Linked DNA regions of Mus musculus: regions 2, 3, 4 and 5 are each linked to region 1. Evidence: chromatin contacts called from public Hi-C and promoter capture Hi-C data. All regions are on one chromosome and are shown on one strand. The core of a region is the stretch at or near the end of the contact, and the rest is flanking DNA. Distances in the headings are between cores, read along the strand shown.

Evidence for each region. Promoter capture Hi-C pulls out the DNA fragments that hold promoters and counts their contacts. A called contact is a pair of places that touch in the nucleus more often than the background predicts.
Region 2: a contact with region 1 is called in a promoter capture Hi-C map of pre-B cells. The contact joins the promoter of Mbd5 here to the promoter of Arl6ip6 in region 1. A contact is called at or near these places in 1 of 39 promoter capture datasets (pre-B cells) and 2 of 484 Hi-C or Micro-C datasets (B cells and CD8 T cells).
Region 3: a Hi-C map of muscle stem cells shows a contact between it and region 1, with 7 times the contacts expected there. The contact joins the promoter of Epc2 here to the promoter of Arl6ip6 in region 1. A contact is called at or near these places in 1 of 39 promoter capture datasets (pre-B cells) and 3 of 484 Hi-C or Micro-C datasets (CD4 T cells, muscle stem cells and regulatory T cells).
Region 4: a contact with region 1 is called in a Hi-C map of CD8 T cells, with 11 times the contacts expected there. The contact joins the promoter of Gpd2 here to the promoter of Arl6ip6 in region 1. A contact is called at or near these places in 2 of 39 promoter capture datasets (cranial neural crest and pre-B cells) and 1 of 484 Hi-C or Micro-C datasets (CD8 T cells).
Region 5: a contact with region 1 is called in a promoter capture Hi-C map of pre-B cells. The contact joins the promoter of Cytip here to the promoter of Arl6ip6 in region 1. A contact is called at or near these places in 2 of 39 promoter capture datasets (the C10 cell line and pre-B cells) and 1 of 484 Hi-C or Micro-C datasets (B cells).

The regions. Positions count from the first base shown.
Region 1 is chr2:53,190,755-53,193,454 of GRCm38.p6, reverse strand. Arl6ip6 (ADP-ribosylation factor-like 6 interacting protein 6) reads right to left here and starts at 1,371. Exons shown (of 4, transcript NM_022989.4): 1 at 933-1,371. The coding sequence starts at 1,332. It overlaps Prpf40a (pre-mRNA processing factor 40A), which reads left to right and starts at 2,201. Exons shown (of 26, transcript NM_018785.3): 1 at 2,201-2,432. The coding sequence starts at 2,223.
Region 2 is chr2:48,948,113-48,950,812 of GRCm38.p6, reverse strand. Mbd5 (methyl-CpG binding domain protein 5) reads right to left here and starts at 1,305. Exons shown (of 17, transcript NM_029924.2): 1 at 1,264-1,305. It overlaps Orc4 (origin recognition complex, subunit 4), which reads left to right and starts at 1,546. Exons shown (of 14, transcript NM_011958.4): 1 at 1,546-1,696.
Region 3 is chr2:49,450,174-49,452,873 of GRCm38.p6, reverse strand. It overlaps Epc2 (enhancer of polycomb homolog 2), which reads right to left and starts at 1,388. Exons shown (of 14, transcript NM_172663.4): 1 at 916-1,388. The coding sequence starts at 1,068.
Region 4 is chr2:57,236,979-57,239,678 of GRCm38.p6, reverse strand. It overlaps Gpd2 (glycerol phosphate dehydrogenase 2, mitochondrial), which reads right to left and starts at 1,297. Exons shown (of 17, transcript NM_010274.3): 1 at 1,112-1,297.
Region 5 is chr2:58,158,836-58,161,662 of GRCm38.p6, reverse strand. Cytip (cytohesin 1 interacting protein) reads left to right here and starts at 1,541. Exons shown (of 8, transcript NM_139200.4): 1 at 1,541-1,781. The coding sequence starts at 1,608.

The sequences.
Region 1 (2,700 bases), core at 122-2,621:
GAACTCAGAAATCAAGGCCATGGCAAATACAGTAGTGGATGCTCACAGTCAGCTATTGGATGGATCACAGGGCTCCCAATGGAGGAGCTAGAGAAAGTACCCAAGGAGCTAATGGGAACTGCAACCCTATAGGTGGAACAGCAATATGAACTAACCAGCACCCCGGAGTTCTTGACTCTAGCTGCATATGTATCAAAAGATGGCCTAGTCGGCCATCATTGGCAAGAGAGGCCCCTTAGTCTTGTAAACTTTATATACCCCAGTACAGGGGAATGCCAGGGCCAAGTAGTGGGAGTGGGTGGGTAGGGGGGCAGGGCGAGAGGGCGGGGGGGGGGGGAGTATAGGGGGCTTTCAGGATAGCATTTAAAATGTAAATGAAGAAAATATCTAATAAAAATTTTTAAAAAAGAATATTAAAAAAAAAAAAGAAAGAAAGAAAGCCAGCCAGTTTGGTCTACAAAGTGAGTTCCAGGACAGCCAGGTCTATACAGAGAAACCCTGTCTCAAAAAAGAAAAAAAGAAAGAAAGAGAGAGAGAGAGAGAAAAGTAGAAACTTGGGATGGGGTGGGGGTGGGGATCCTTGTCCTAGGTTCAGAGAACAGTGCAAACCCAGCATGTCTCTTAACATCAGCCTTAGGACGTACAGCAGTACTTTCTTACACGTACTTTTTTGATCCTTTTAAAAGTAAGGGGCTCTGCTGTTTCAACTCAAAGTGTTCAATGCCTTTACGGCATTAAAGACTGTAGATTTAGCCAAAGATCTTTTCTAAATGGGTCTCATGACGGAGCAAGGACGTCCATCTAGGGAGAGAAGACAAAAGGGACGATAGCAGTCTCGAGGGAACGCTTTGGGAGGAGAGTGTGAATGGGGGCGTGTGATGTACTGGCTGCACTTTACGCTGGACAGCCTTTCAAGGCCTGGGCTTCAATACCTTTAACGATCATGTAGGCGATGGCGAGAAGGAAAGCAAGGAGGACGGCGAACAGCAGCGAACAGAGAATGGAAAGGGCTTGGATGGGCCACCGCCGAGCCTGGGTTCGCTTGGCCGCAGTGGCCGGGAAGATGCCGTTGCGCTTATCCGGCAGGACCGGAGACCCGTCCCCGACCCGGGGGAGTAGCGGGGCCCTCTTGGTCTCCGACGACGCCCTGGCTGAGAACTCTGCCCGCAAGTCGCGGGCCACTTGGTCGCATCCCTCGTCTTCGTCGCCTTCGCCCTCACCCCAGCTGTCCCCCTGAGTGTAGTCGGAATACCCGGGCCGAGTCGCAGGGCCTGGGGTAACCTGACGGCGCCTCCGCGCGCCCGCAAACCTCCAACTCTCCACGAACGACATGGCGGGAAAGACTGAGAGTCCCGCGAAGGTCGGCTGTCCACCACCGCCACGCCCCGCCCCGGCTACAGCCAATCAGAGACGGCCGTCGGCGGACCCAACCACCGCGCGCAGAACCGTAGGGGAGTGCAAGAGCGGGTTACCCGGGGACTCCGCTTCCGGAGGCGCCGTGGGAGCGCGCGCCCATGGCCCGCCGCGACAACACTCTCATTTATTCCACCCTTTCGGGTCCTGTGGGCACGCACCTCTCGAGCCCCATGACCGCAGTTCCGCGCCTTCCTAACCGCCAGTCGCTTCCTCCCTCGGGCGAGAGATCTCTGTCTTTACCGCTCCCCGCCAGATACAGTTCGCGCCTCCGCCCTTCACTATGCCGGGCGCGCGCGCAGCTCTCGAGTTTCTCCCCCCCACCCCCAAAGGCACGACCCCCTCCCCAGGGCAACCGCGCGCGCGCGCACTAGGCCGCTAACGCCGGGTGCCGCTTCCCCCGCCCCACCCCCACCCCACCCCTGGTGGCCTCAGGTTTGTGGGGCGAACGTAACTAGGGCGAGGGGCTGGACGCCACTGCCCCACCCCCCGACGGGGTGCGGTGGCCCGAACCCGGGAATCTGGGTCCCCGCCGTGTCCCCTTTCCTGGGGGAAGTTGGTAGAGTTTCCCCGGCAGAGCACTCGACGCAGAAACTTCCTCCGTCCCCCCTCCCCCCCCCTCCATGCAGGCGACGCCGAGCGAGGCAGGGGGCGAATCGCCGCAGAGCTGCCTGTCGGTCTCGCGCTCTGATTGGACAGTAGGGAAGCCTGTCAGTTTATTGGCCCCGCTGATCCCGCCCCGCAGCTCAGGGCAGCCTTTACCCTTTGGCCCCGGCGGGCGCCAGCCACTCAGATCGCTTCTTGTTGGTATGTGCAGCGGCAGTGGCCGCCGACGGAGCAGTCTGAGCCCGACGATGAGGCCGGGGACTGGAGCCGAGCGTGGAGGCCTCATGGTGAGTGAAATGGAGAGCCAACCTCCCTCGCGGGGTCCCGGGGACGGGGAGCGGAGATTGTCCGGCTCAAACCTGTGCTCCAGTTCTTGGGTCTCTGCTGACGGCTTCCTGAGGAGACGGCCCTCGGTAAGGGATCGGCGGGGTAGGGGAAAGCGGCACAATGAAAAACCGAGTCAGAGAAACAGGAAGCTCTCTCCAAACGGAGAAGAGCATATCAGGAAGAGAGCTGCAGATGGTGGGCTACGTCCCAAGGGGGAGAGATGGAGGGCGGGAACACACAAAGAAATAGGTGGGACCTTGGACTTGCCAGTGGTCTTGGCCTAGGTAGATAGATGCCTTAGGAAGAAGGAAGGTGCTGGGCCCCGGGCGGACTGTGCATCTGAGAGCCCCAGGC
Region 2 (2,700 bases), core at 56-2,555, 4.2 Mb after region 1:
CCAAAGGCCTTATGAAGTAAAATTTGAAATTCGCTATGCCATTCAGACAAAATGAAAAATGGAGAAGCTAAACACCTAACGTAAAACCAGTCAAGTCTTTCAACACTAAAGTCAATATCCAAGCCACAGACAAGCAAAGAGAGAGAAACACTCAGGTCTACAACTGGTTAAAGCAGTTCCAACACAATTCAGATCCCGACATTTTCCCACTCAGAAACAAATGCAGGCAGCTTTTCCTGAGGAAAGAGGAAAAAAAAATCTCTCCAAACGTAATTTTTTAAGTGACATCCAGAAAGTATGCCTCTTTTCTGTCTCTTTCCCTGGCGCCTCATTGGAGGAAGGAGGGGGTTGTTTTTGTATTCTCCCCCAGTGAAGCAAGACACAATCAGATGTTAGCTGGAGAAAGCACTTTTGACAACAGCAAATAAAAATAAAAGTGTCCTTCCTTCCCTGACAGGGTGGACACCCCACCTCACACACCCCTCCTCACTCCCGCCCCTCCTTCACTCCCCCCCCCCCCAGCACCACCCCCTCCTCACCCCGGAGCTCCACTGCGTATGAGGTTTGGTGCTACTGCTGCCCCGGAGTGAAAGTCAGAGCCAGAGGAAGGCAATGGAGCCCCCACAGACACACTTACCTTTCCTGCCCCCCACTTTTGAGTGCCTTCCCTGGAGCTGTGGAGGATGACACAAAGGGTAATAAAGGGGGGGAGTGGAGGAGGAGGAGGCGAAGGAGGAGGAGGAGAGCTGGGGAAGTGGCTGCTCCCGGTGTAGGGAGATGTCTTCAGCCAGGGCCAAGCAGCAGCAACAGCAACAGCAGCAGCAGCAGCAGCAGTAGCAGCAGCAGCAGCCAAGGGTCTGTGTTGCTAAGAGGCTTTTGGTCTCTTTCTCTCCTTCTCTCCCGGCCACAGAGAAGGAGGGTGGAGGGGGCTCTGGAAGCAGGCGTGTGGAGGGCTGAGCGGGTAGGAGTCGTGGATGGGGGTTTTTCTAAGAAGAAGAAACTCCTCTCCTCTCTCAGGCTCAATTCCCCCACTCGGGGCTCAGAGCTGGAGGGTGGGGGAGGAACTCGGCCGCCTTCCCCCCACCCCCCTCAATTCAAGGTTGAAGTGGGGTAAAATTAGTGTCCTGTCCCTTTAAAAATAGAAATAAAAGGTGCCCCCCCTCTGCCACTGCCTCTCTCTTCATCATCAGCTGCTGCTGCTGCTGGGGTCTCTCTGCTTGGGGGGGAGGGGGGGCTCGGGGAGACGAGACGGGAGGCACTCACTGCGCATGTCCCGTTCTGACGGGAGGCTGGTTGGTGGAAGGCAAGGAGGAGGGGGAGGGGAGGAAATGAGATGGTTTTCCCAGAAGGCTCCAAGGCGCTGGCGACCCGGAAGCCATTGTAAGCAGGGGGTAGCCGGGCGGGGGCGGGAAGAGGGAGGAAGTTGCTACTCTAGAGCAGCCCCAGCTGCCTCCTCCCTCCTCTGGGAGAGCGGAGGGACGGAAGTAGGCGGGGACCGACCTGAAAGCAGGTCACGTGGTGGGGCGGAGCGGGGGCGGGGCCGCCAAAGCCGGCCGGTCGCCGTGCATGCTGGGAGTTGCTGTGCGCGGTGGGCTGCAGTAGGAGCAGCGGGACTGAGAAGGTGGTGAACATCCTTCGGTCCTCACCGTCGGCGGCGGCCGGCTTTGCCCGATTTAGGCAGGCTTGACTGGGAGAGGTAAGGCCGGTCTCGTAGGCAAGGTGAGGGCCGCAGTGGCTACGGGCGGGTGGACAATCTGAGGGGAGTGGGAGGCTCGTGCAGGCCGGGTAGGCCTAAAGCAGGAGGCCTGCCCCTGGCTCTCGGCTTCCGGGAGCTGCTGTGGACGAAGCGGGCACAGAGCTCAGCAGAGACGGGCTACAGAAGGCTTTTGGGTGAGGAACATGATTGGGCAGTGTTGAGAGGTCAGGTTCTCTGCAGAGAGAGAAGCACTACCTGCTTTAGAGCGTGCGACATATTTGGAAAAACCTAACCAGATGTGTGCCTTTTGATCAGCTTCTGCGGTAGCCTTGCTCATACACATCCTGCCTTCCTGACTTTTCTGTTTTCTTTGGGATTTTGGAGAAGCTGTAGGCATGTAGGCAAGGAACGGGCAGGAAAGGTCTGAGTGAGGGCTCCCTGCATGCTCTCTGCCTTAATGCTGCAAACACAAAAGACTGCCCGTTTGAGGATGCTTGGGATTGTTTGGTCTTTCATACAGAGTTTTGTCACTAAAAAAGAAAAGCCTTGAAATATTCTTTTCTTGTGGAGCTAAAGAGAAAGCTTTTTGTCTGGGTGTTTCTTTTTTTTATAGTGAAATAACGGCTTCTTTTTCATTTTAACTTTCTTCGTTAGTCTTTTAGCTGGTTTTTGTCAAGATACATCGGAGGACTATTACCTCGTCTTTAATAATCCAAGTTACATTAAAAAAAATTCAAAATCGGAGATCTTCGCACTTACTCTTACTTAGTCTTAACTATTTTAGTTCTGCTCAGTAGGATTCAGTCTGTTAAAAGTTACACATTTTCCCGAATTGTTCTTGGTGCAAGTCTATACAGTACGCTATTTAATGTATCCATTGCACGGTGCTTTTTTTTTTTTTTCCTTCGTCCTAGGGAGGTAATTATGTCAGATGGGTTCAAAACAAAACTCCAGTGCCCTAAAATTTTTATTAGAAAACCAAGTCTCAATCTTCTTATAGAAAA
Region 3 (2,700 bases), core at 139-2,638, 3.7 Mb after region 1:
CCGCACACAAGTAACAACACTCCAGAGTCGTAAACACTGTCAAATCGGAGGAAATTCAGTCTTGGGTATAACTTAACCCCCGGGAAGAAGGAAACAGCATTTTGTCCAAATTTTAACATCTGGTCAAAAACGCAACTGTCAATGCGGACGCTCTGAGCCCTCAAGTTGTAAACAGCCATCCCGCATGCAACTTCCCCGGACGCTCGCTGCACGGGAAGCGCGGGCCTGGAGGCCAGTTTCAAGCATTCGGGCTCCGTCCTAATTCCGCACAACCGAGGAGGGGCCAGCCCGGCAGGCGAAGCCGGCGTGCAGATCAGAGGACTCGCTAACGCAGAGTCCGGACCGGGGGTCGCTGCCCGGCCGCAGGGATGCATCGCCTACTCCCGCGGCACCTCTAGCGGGCAGCGCAAACCATCACCCATCACCCCACTAGCAGGAAGATGCATGTTTTGAAAGAGCTCTACTTTCCCGAGATCGTTTGTTTCAAAGGCAATTTCGTGCACGCACAAATTTTAAAACGCAACGAAAATAGCGCCTTAGCCCAAGGACCCTTTCTCGACCCATTAACCCCGCTCCCGGCGAGATGTCTACGAGGTAAACAGAGGCTGTACGCCAAGTGCGGGCCGGCGCATCCCTGCGCCATTCCCGGCCGCTGCTTACGGCAGGGCCCCCTTACGGCAGCGTAAGCGGCGCCGAGAGCTAATCACAACACTGGGACGCAACAACATGGCGGCCGCGGGCGGGCGCTGCGCCGGCCGACGGGTTTACGCTACTCCGCCGGCGTAGGGTCCGGAGCGCGCAGCGGCAGCGGCGCCCTCCAGCGAGCGTAGAAGCGCTCTGTGAATGGCGAGGCCCGGCTGACAAAGGGGAGGGGGGAGGAGGGAAGGGGGGGGTAATAAACACTCGAGTCCCTACCGATTCCTCCTCCTTCTCCATCCCGGTGGGCATCTGGGGCACGGCCCGGTTGATGGAGACGCAGTCGTTGAGATCAGGCATGTCCTTGCCGCGGTAGATGGGCAGCGGTTTGGCGGCGTCCAGCGCCCGCGCTCGGAAGGAGAGTTTACTCATTGTCTCCCCGCCTTACAGGAACAGCCCGGGCGGCGGCGGCGGGGCGGGCGGGGAGGGGGGGGGAGCACTCCCGCCGCCTCCTCCACCTCCTTCCTCAGTGCAGCGCGGCCGGCCCGCTCCTCCTCCTCCTCCGCAGTGCCCCCGGCCCCAGCATGGGCGCCCACCCCGCCCCAGAACAGCCCCCCGCCGCCCGCGGCCGCTTCCACACTCTAGATCCGCCGCTCGCCCGCCCGATCCGCTCCCTGCGCCATGGCCAACATGGCGGACATTACCACAGCGGCGGCGAGCGATCCCGGCAGCCCGCGCGAGAGCGCGCCCCCGCCTCGGGGACGCGCGTCGCCCTCTCCCTCCCTCCCTCCCTCCCTCCTTCCTTTCCCTCCCCTGCCTGCCCACCCACTCTCTCCGCGGCGAGGCGCGGCCAGCCCAGCCGGCGAGAGCGAGCCGAGTCCCGGTGGCCCTCCTCGGCGGGACGCTCGGCACGCAGGCGGGGCGGCAGGTGCCAGGTGCGCTCGGTCCCCGGCTCCGGAGCGGGCGCCTCGGTGCCTCCGCCGCCGACTCGCTCCGCGCGGGGCTCCCTCGGGAAGGCTCAGTGCCTAGGACCGCTCGCCTCGGGGGGACAGGAGGCCTCCGCCCCCGGGCCACCGGCCGCCCCTCGAGTCTGCACTTGGACAGCTCTGCTCGCCCCGGCGCCTGCTGGCTGGTTTCGCGCCTCGGGTTTGCGCATCCCCGGGGAGGTCCGACAAGTCCGCTGCGTCTGCCCACGCCGAGAGGCACAGCCCTGCTGCGTCTCGCGCCCTGAGAACTTGGGCAGTCCCTGTCCAGAGGAGCTCTCCAGAGTTAGGCACCGCCGAGAGGATGCTCGGGTAGACAGGAGGGTCAGTAGTTGGAGACTGCTACTTGAAATAGTTGCTGGACGCGGCAACAAGCGGACTTGCACCTGTCATCCAAACTTTCTTAGTTTGATGGTTGGCATTTCTTGAAATCTCTAACCAAAGTATGTGAAAACACTGGTTACAGTGACGACTCAAAAAGAGTTTAATAAAGTTCCGGACTCCAATTAGTTTGCGTGTTACTGTGTTACAACTAAACTGCTGGATAATTAGTAACAAGAGTCGTAACTACTTGAAAGGGCAGCTGCAAAGATGATGGGCCAAAAAAAAAAAAAAAAAAAAAGTAAATTCTTGAAGAAAATGATACAGACCACACAAAAGAGTGATGGAAAGTTAATTACCACATGACATCTATAGTCAGTTGCTGTGACAGGTCAAAGAAATTAGACATAGTTTTGGCCAGAAGTGGTTTGCAAAAGCTCTGCAAAAAGGAATCAAATTGACTCAATTAAATACTAGTCACTATTGATACAAACCTTTGTTGCAGTTTCTTAGTCTTTAAGCAGTACATGTTTCTAAGCAAATTGCCTCACTGTGCAACAGTTTTACCATTTTCTAATCATTGAAAAATACCCTACCTAGCTCATAAAAGGGTAGATGGTTTGCTAAAGTCCAACAATAAAAACGGGTTTCTTTGTCATGTCTTAATATAGCAAAACCATCTATCTCTCTTCATTGCCACCCATTATTTTTCTCTATTTTCTTCTCTCCCTGCTTTTTTTTCCCTCCCTCTCCCCCCCTC
Region 4 (2,700 bases), core at 48-2,547, 4.0 Mb before region 1:
TGGTTCCTAGAATGACTTATTTATAAGGTGACTATGTGACTAATGCTCTCAGAAAGCAGAGTTCTAACAGTTTTGTCTCTCATCCCAAATTCTTTCCCATTGTTCACTGAGGTGAAGGGTTAGGTTGCTAAAATGAAGGAAGTGTGGTCGTTTGACTAATGTCTCTATGAGAAACAGGGGGAGGTTTCAACACTCATCATTAAGGCCCCAGAGACAGCACATGCTATCCACTGGGCAATGGCATCCAGGCCCCATATGCTAACCAACAGCTCCCAAGAAGCCCCATGGTCCCAGAGAGGCCATCACCAGCACTTTCCACGTTCAAAAAGAGAAATTCCAAGACTCTCAAACTTTGAAATACATGCAAGATACAAAGTTTTGTTTTAAGCAAACAGGGCAACTTCCTTCTCTCACCTACTCACACAAATTGACAAATGTAACTTTTGGCTGTTTCTGTAGCAACCCCTGGGATATTTACTTCTTGTAACACTTAGATGCCCCTGTCATTGAACTTTTGTAAGAACTTGTGTTGCTTGAGGAAGGCTGTTTCAGGAGTACGTATATCTTCCTAAGGGATAAAGGACGGTCTAGGGACCATCACCTGCTAAAAGCCTTCCTAAAGCTGCAGCACTCAGCAAACTTTCTTTGGCAAGACACAGTTGCTTTGCGGAGAGAGGAGGCTGTTGCCGGTGTACACTTTGCATTTCCTCCTGGGCCAGTCACACCCCGGCAACTGAGTTTCTCAAAGAAAGCCTCCTCCCCCTTGCAGAAGGGTCTTCCCCGCCTCACCTCAGAAGGAAACAGCAAGCCTCCGCATCAGACAAGCCACTTTCACAAGTTAAAACTTTGCATAAAGTTTCATTGATGTGGGAACGCCCTGCCTCCAGCTAGGTAAAGCGTATCTCAAACGTATTCCAGTCTCGCCTAACCCTGAATGAGAATTGTGCTCCTCCTCCGTTGGTGGGAACAAATTCACAGTCTCGCCCCAGTTTCCCGCCACCACCACCTCCACCTCCGCCACACCGCAGTCCCACCGAGTCACACAAGTCAGAGAGGGACCACTTCCTCCTAGAAGCCGAGGCAGAGGACCAGGTCGCCAGGACGCACACACCTGAGATCGGTCGTCACGCGCAAGGGGTCGGCGAGCAAGGGAGTCAGGATCCTCCAGCCAGAACGGAGTCGGCCTCACCGAGAACCAGAGTGGCCCTGAGCTCGCGGCGAGCGCGCCGGGATGTCACCGGGTCAGGCGGGGCCACCGTAACCCGACCCGCCCGCCGACGCCCCTCCCGGCCACTTCCTCCTCCCCTCGTGCGCCTCCGCCTCCCCGGGGGATGATCCGGCAACTCAGCCACCGCCTTCGCCGCGACACCGCGGCCCGGGCGACTCTGCCCGGCAGGGAAATGCGGAAGTGCAGCCGGTGGGAAAGGGCGGCTGCAGACCCGGCGCTCTGGGTCTCGCAGGGACGTGGGCTGGCCATGCCCGAGGTTATCGATCCTGCCCTGAGCCCCGGCGGAGCACGACTCCATACCCTGCCACTCCTTGCTAGCTGGAGGAAAGAAGAGAGGGCTGAGCTAGGCCGGGGAAGCCGCTGTGGTGTTGGGTTTCTGTCCCTCCCCACGCGGGCCACTCCTGCCATCTGCCCTAGGGGGAGGACGTTTCCCCCGCCTGCTGCCTACCGGGGTTGCCTTACCTGATCACCCGTCGCGCGCCCTTAGATCCGGCGTCCCCTCCTCCGCGCCTCCCAGCCGCCAGGCTTCCCTGGGCCTAGAAAGGCGTCTAGGAGTCGGGGGACTCTAGGGACTCGGCCTGCAGCTCTCGGCCCAGATACCCCAGCGTGTTCTGTGGGCGCTCCAGGCCTGTGGACCCCGGGCCTGAATGTTAGCACCGGGACCCGCTGAGAAGAACAAGCCAAATCAGCAAGGGTGGGATGCTGAGCGCTGGCCCAGCGGGCCGGGCCTCGTACAGGTGGGGGGAGGCGGAGAACCCTGGCTGCGGAGCCACAGGCTTCCCACTTGCACCCCCTCCCAACCCGACCCTGCCCACTGAGCATGCCCAGCTCACTTGTTGCAACTAAAAGGGTTAAGCAAAACCAAGGGTACCCAAGGAGGGCTCAGTTCGGGTTCCGAAAGACCCCACTTTAAATCCTGAGATTATGGTGTTGAAAAGTAGGCAGGGACTGATCCGAAAAGCTCCTCGTGCCAAATTAGTTTGAAGGAAATTGTAGCAGTGTTTAGTAATCAATTGCTAAGTCACATACATAGTATTCTTAAACCCTGTAGAAATGCCTATAGTTTGGGGTCACAAACTCACAGTAACTTATGGCAAACAAACCCTCTGTAAAGGCAAAAGAACTTGTTCCTGGCCTTGGACACGCTAAATTTACGAACTAAGCTTCTGTCGCTGTACCACTGAAAGGGTTTGGAAATAAGCCAGGGAATCTTTAGCGTTTAAAATGTGCCTTTCACAGTACAGCTATGGTGCCTGGTACAGCATCACCTGAGAACTTGGCAGAAATGCAAACAATCTGAGCTAGTGGCTACCTGAGTCCCAAACATCCGAGTTCCAGCTCCAGACCTAACCAAGCATTACAGAGGTCCAGATTCACACTAAGGGTTGAGAGCTGATGTTCAATAGCTCGGTCCTAAAGGATTCTAGTTTGAGAGCCCTAGAAGTAAGCCACTGACTTTCGGTTTTCCTGTT
Region 5 (2,827 bases), core at 292-2,791, 5.0 Mb before region 1:
CTGACTGATGTGTATGGGCAGGGAGCAGATGTGCCTTTGTTTTTTTTTAATACTAGTGGAATATAAATGTAAATGTAGTTATTGAAAGAGTCAGCATGTTAGGTGCATTTTATGGCATATAGTGAAACATGCTTCCAGTCAATCATTAATGTCTGCAATCTACAGACTAATACCTCATAACACTGAATTTGTACAGTTACTGTTTTCATCTATAGAACTTGGCTTGATTCAATGTTTGCAAGTATTAACACATTTACCTGACTGTAAAATTCCTAGAGGAAAAAAAAAATTGTTAAGCTACCAAAGTTACCAGCACTTTCTTTTGAATTACACATATCTGCCCCCTAGAAGGATGTGTGCTTGTAATCTCCAACTTAGATTTTATATGTTTTAAGGGACATCGTCTTCTTTCTATTCTTATTCAGTTCCAACAGTAAGGAGTCATGCTGTGTTAGAGCGTTACCGTTCTCCGATCCGGCTTCCTCTTTTCATTAATTCTGACGACTTTATGACTCACACTTGGCCAGTTCTGCTTGGGTTGAACCCACTTCGAGTTCTAGTGCACGCATTCCATTCTAGCTCGGAGCTTTTCTAACTCTTGTAAACTCTAGTAGTGACCTTCCAAACGACTTTTACGTGCGTGTTTGACTTCTGTGCTATTTAAAACTTCTCCTTTTTATTTTTGCTTTGATTCTGCCTTTTACGTACTTTCCTGCTTCTGGGTGAAACCCGTTATCTTCAACTACTTGAAAAATACAAAATTTAAAAAATAAAAAAAGCAACTGTTTTCAAGTCCCTCCCCCCACCGTGATGGCACACTGCCACAGGAACCATCCTGTGTTATCTCAGCTTGACTACCCCCTTCTTTCCCACTGCTTTCTTCCCCCCTAAAGTTGTAGGTATGAGTAGCCCCAGATACGAACAATGTTCTGCACTAAATACGCTGCCTTTCCTTCCCCTCCCCGTTATGTTCTTATAAAGCTGATGGGTAATTGCGGTAAGAATAAAGCGGCATAAAGGCAATTAGGTGAATGTCAAACGGCTACAGCTCTAGGGACAGAATGCATTTTTGATGAACTTTAATGAGGTAGAGGGAGGAACACCACAAGGACTTTACCAGAGAACAACCTGGCCAGCACCTGTGACATTTACAGCCAAAAGAGTGAGTGAGGGCACAGTCTGTTAAGTGCACGGGGGTGCTAATATTAAATGAGCAAACGGGTAGGAAGCAAATGAGCGAACTTGAACAAAGTTGTTTTCTTTTCTTTTCTTTCTCTGGAAAATTCTGTTTTGAGTACCCGTAGCCATAGAGTATCAAACTCTATGTTCCGGCTGTTTGAGGGAGGAAAAGTACACTGATTTTTTTCTTTTTCTTTTTTTTTTTTTTTAATTGTAGAAAAGGAACGCAAGGTTCTCTCAGGAGCACTGGAGAGTAGGAGTGACCTCCTCTATAGGCTTTGTGCAACAGTGTCTCAAACCACAGCAGTCACATGGGTTCTGTTGGCTTTGCTACTTTTTCGACTGCGTGTCAGAGGGCTGTGCATTTCGCTTCCTCCCTCCTGCAAGGCCAGGGAACCATGTGTTGGCGGGATTAATCTTTGCCCACAATGTCTCTGCAAAGGTTTCTGCAGCGGCAGGGCAGCAATGGCAATTTGGAGTACTGTGCTGACTCTGCCTACGGCTCCTACTCCGTCCTCACGGGCCAGCTCACGATGGAAGACAACCGAAGGATTCAAGTGCTGGCAGACACTGTAGCTACTTTGCCCCGGGGACGAAAGCAGGTAAGGTTGCTGCGCTGTCTAGAGTGTTCACGTTTGCCTGACCTCTGCTGAAAGTGGTACCTGCTCCTGCGTGTCTCTGTTAACTTTGACTACCAGCCTTATTCCCCGCGCTTAGGAGTCATTTCGGTTCTTATTCAAAGGAGAGTTCTTTTCCCTGAGGAGAACCTCTGTCTACTACCCAATTAACTTAGGAGTTAATGACTGAGAGTACATGTGAGGGGGGAGGTGACATGTCTACCAGAGATAGTATCACAGTTGAAGGATAGAAAAACAGTCACTTTTTTTTTTTTTTAAAGTAAGACTCAAATATTTATCTTCATTTAAAGATGTGCTCAGGTAAAATGAAAGTTGTTGAGAACAATGAACATGAAGGTCGTTTACAGGTACACAACCCACACGATCAACACTCCTCCGTTTGTGTGTCTGTTCATTGTCTCCCTCTGGGCTTACCTCCAGGCCCCGTCAGTTCACAATCGAGAGAAGACTTCTCCTTGAACACTACCTCTGTCAGCCAAGTGAATTCTTCAGTCCTGGAGCAATGATAGAACCTTGGGCTATTGGGAAGTAGGACTATTTCGGGGAGGTGAATGGGCTGCTTGGTAGCTGTGGCATACAGAGCAAGTTGGTAGCTGCCCCCCTCACATTATGTCTTTCTGAAAAGGAAGCTATCAAACTAAACTCCATTCACTTGATTAGGTAACAGCAGAAACAACTTCCTTGAACCCTCTGCCCTTTAAGTAAGGAAATGTACAGGGCACTCAGCACTCAATAAAGGCTGTTCGAAAATTTTTATGAAATGTCTTTAGAGATGAAAACTCAACTGGAAAAGTATGTGTCTAGTGAATTTGTTCTGAATCTTTGGTCTTCCATTTGTAATACATAAGAATGAACTATATACCACTTTATGTATTTTGATCATATACTTTTCTATAAGGTCCAAGGTGTGTATTTGAATTTATATAAACAGTCATGCACAAGATGTTTAGAACTGACTTAAAACACAGCTTTGTGGCTTACTACATTGTGCATATTGTGTTCTCCTCTGA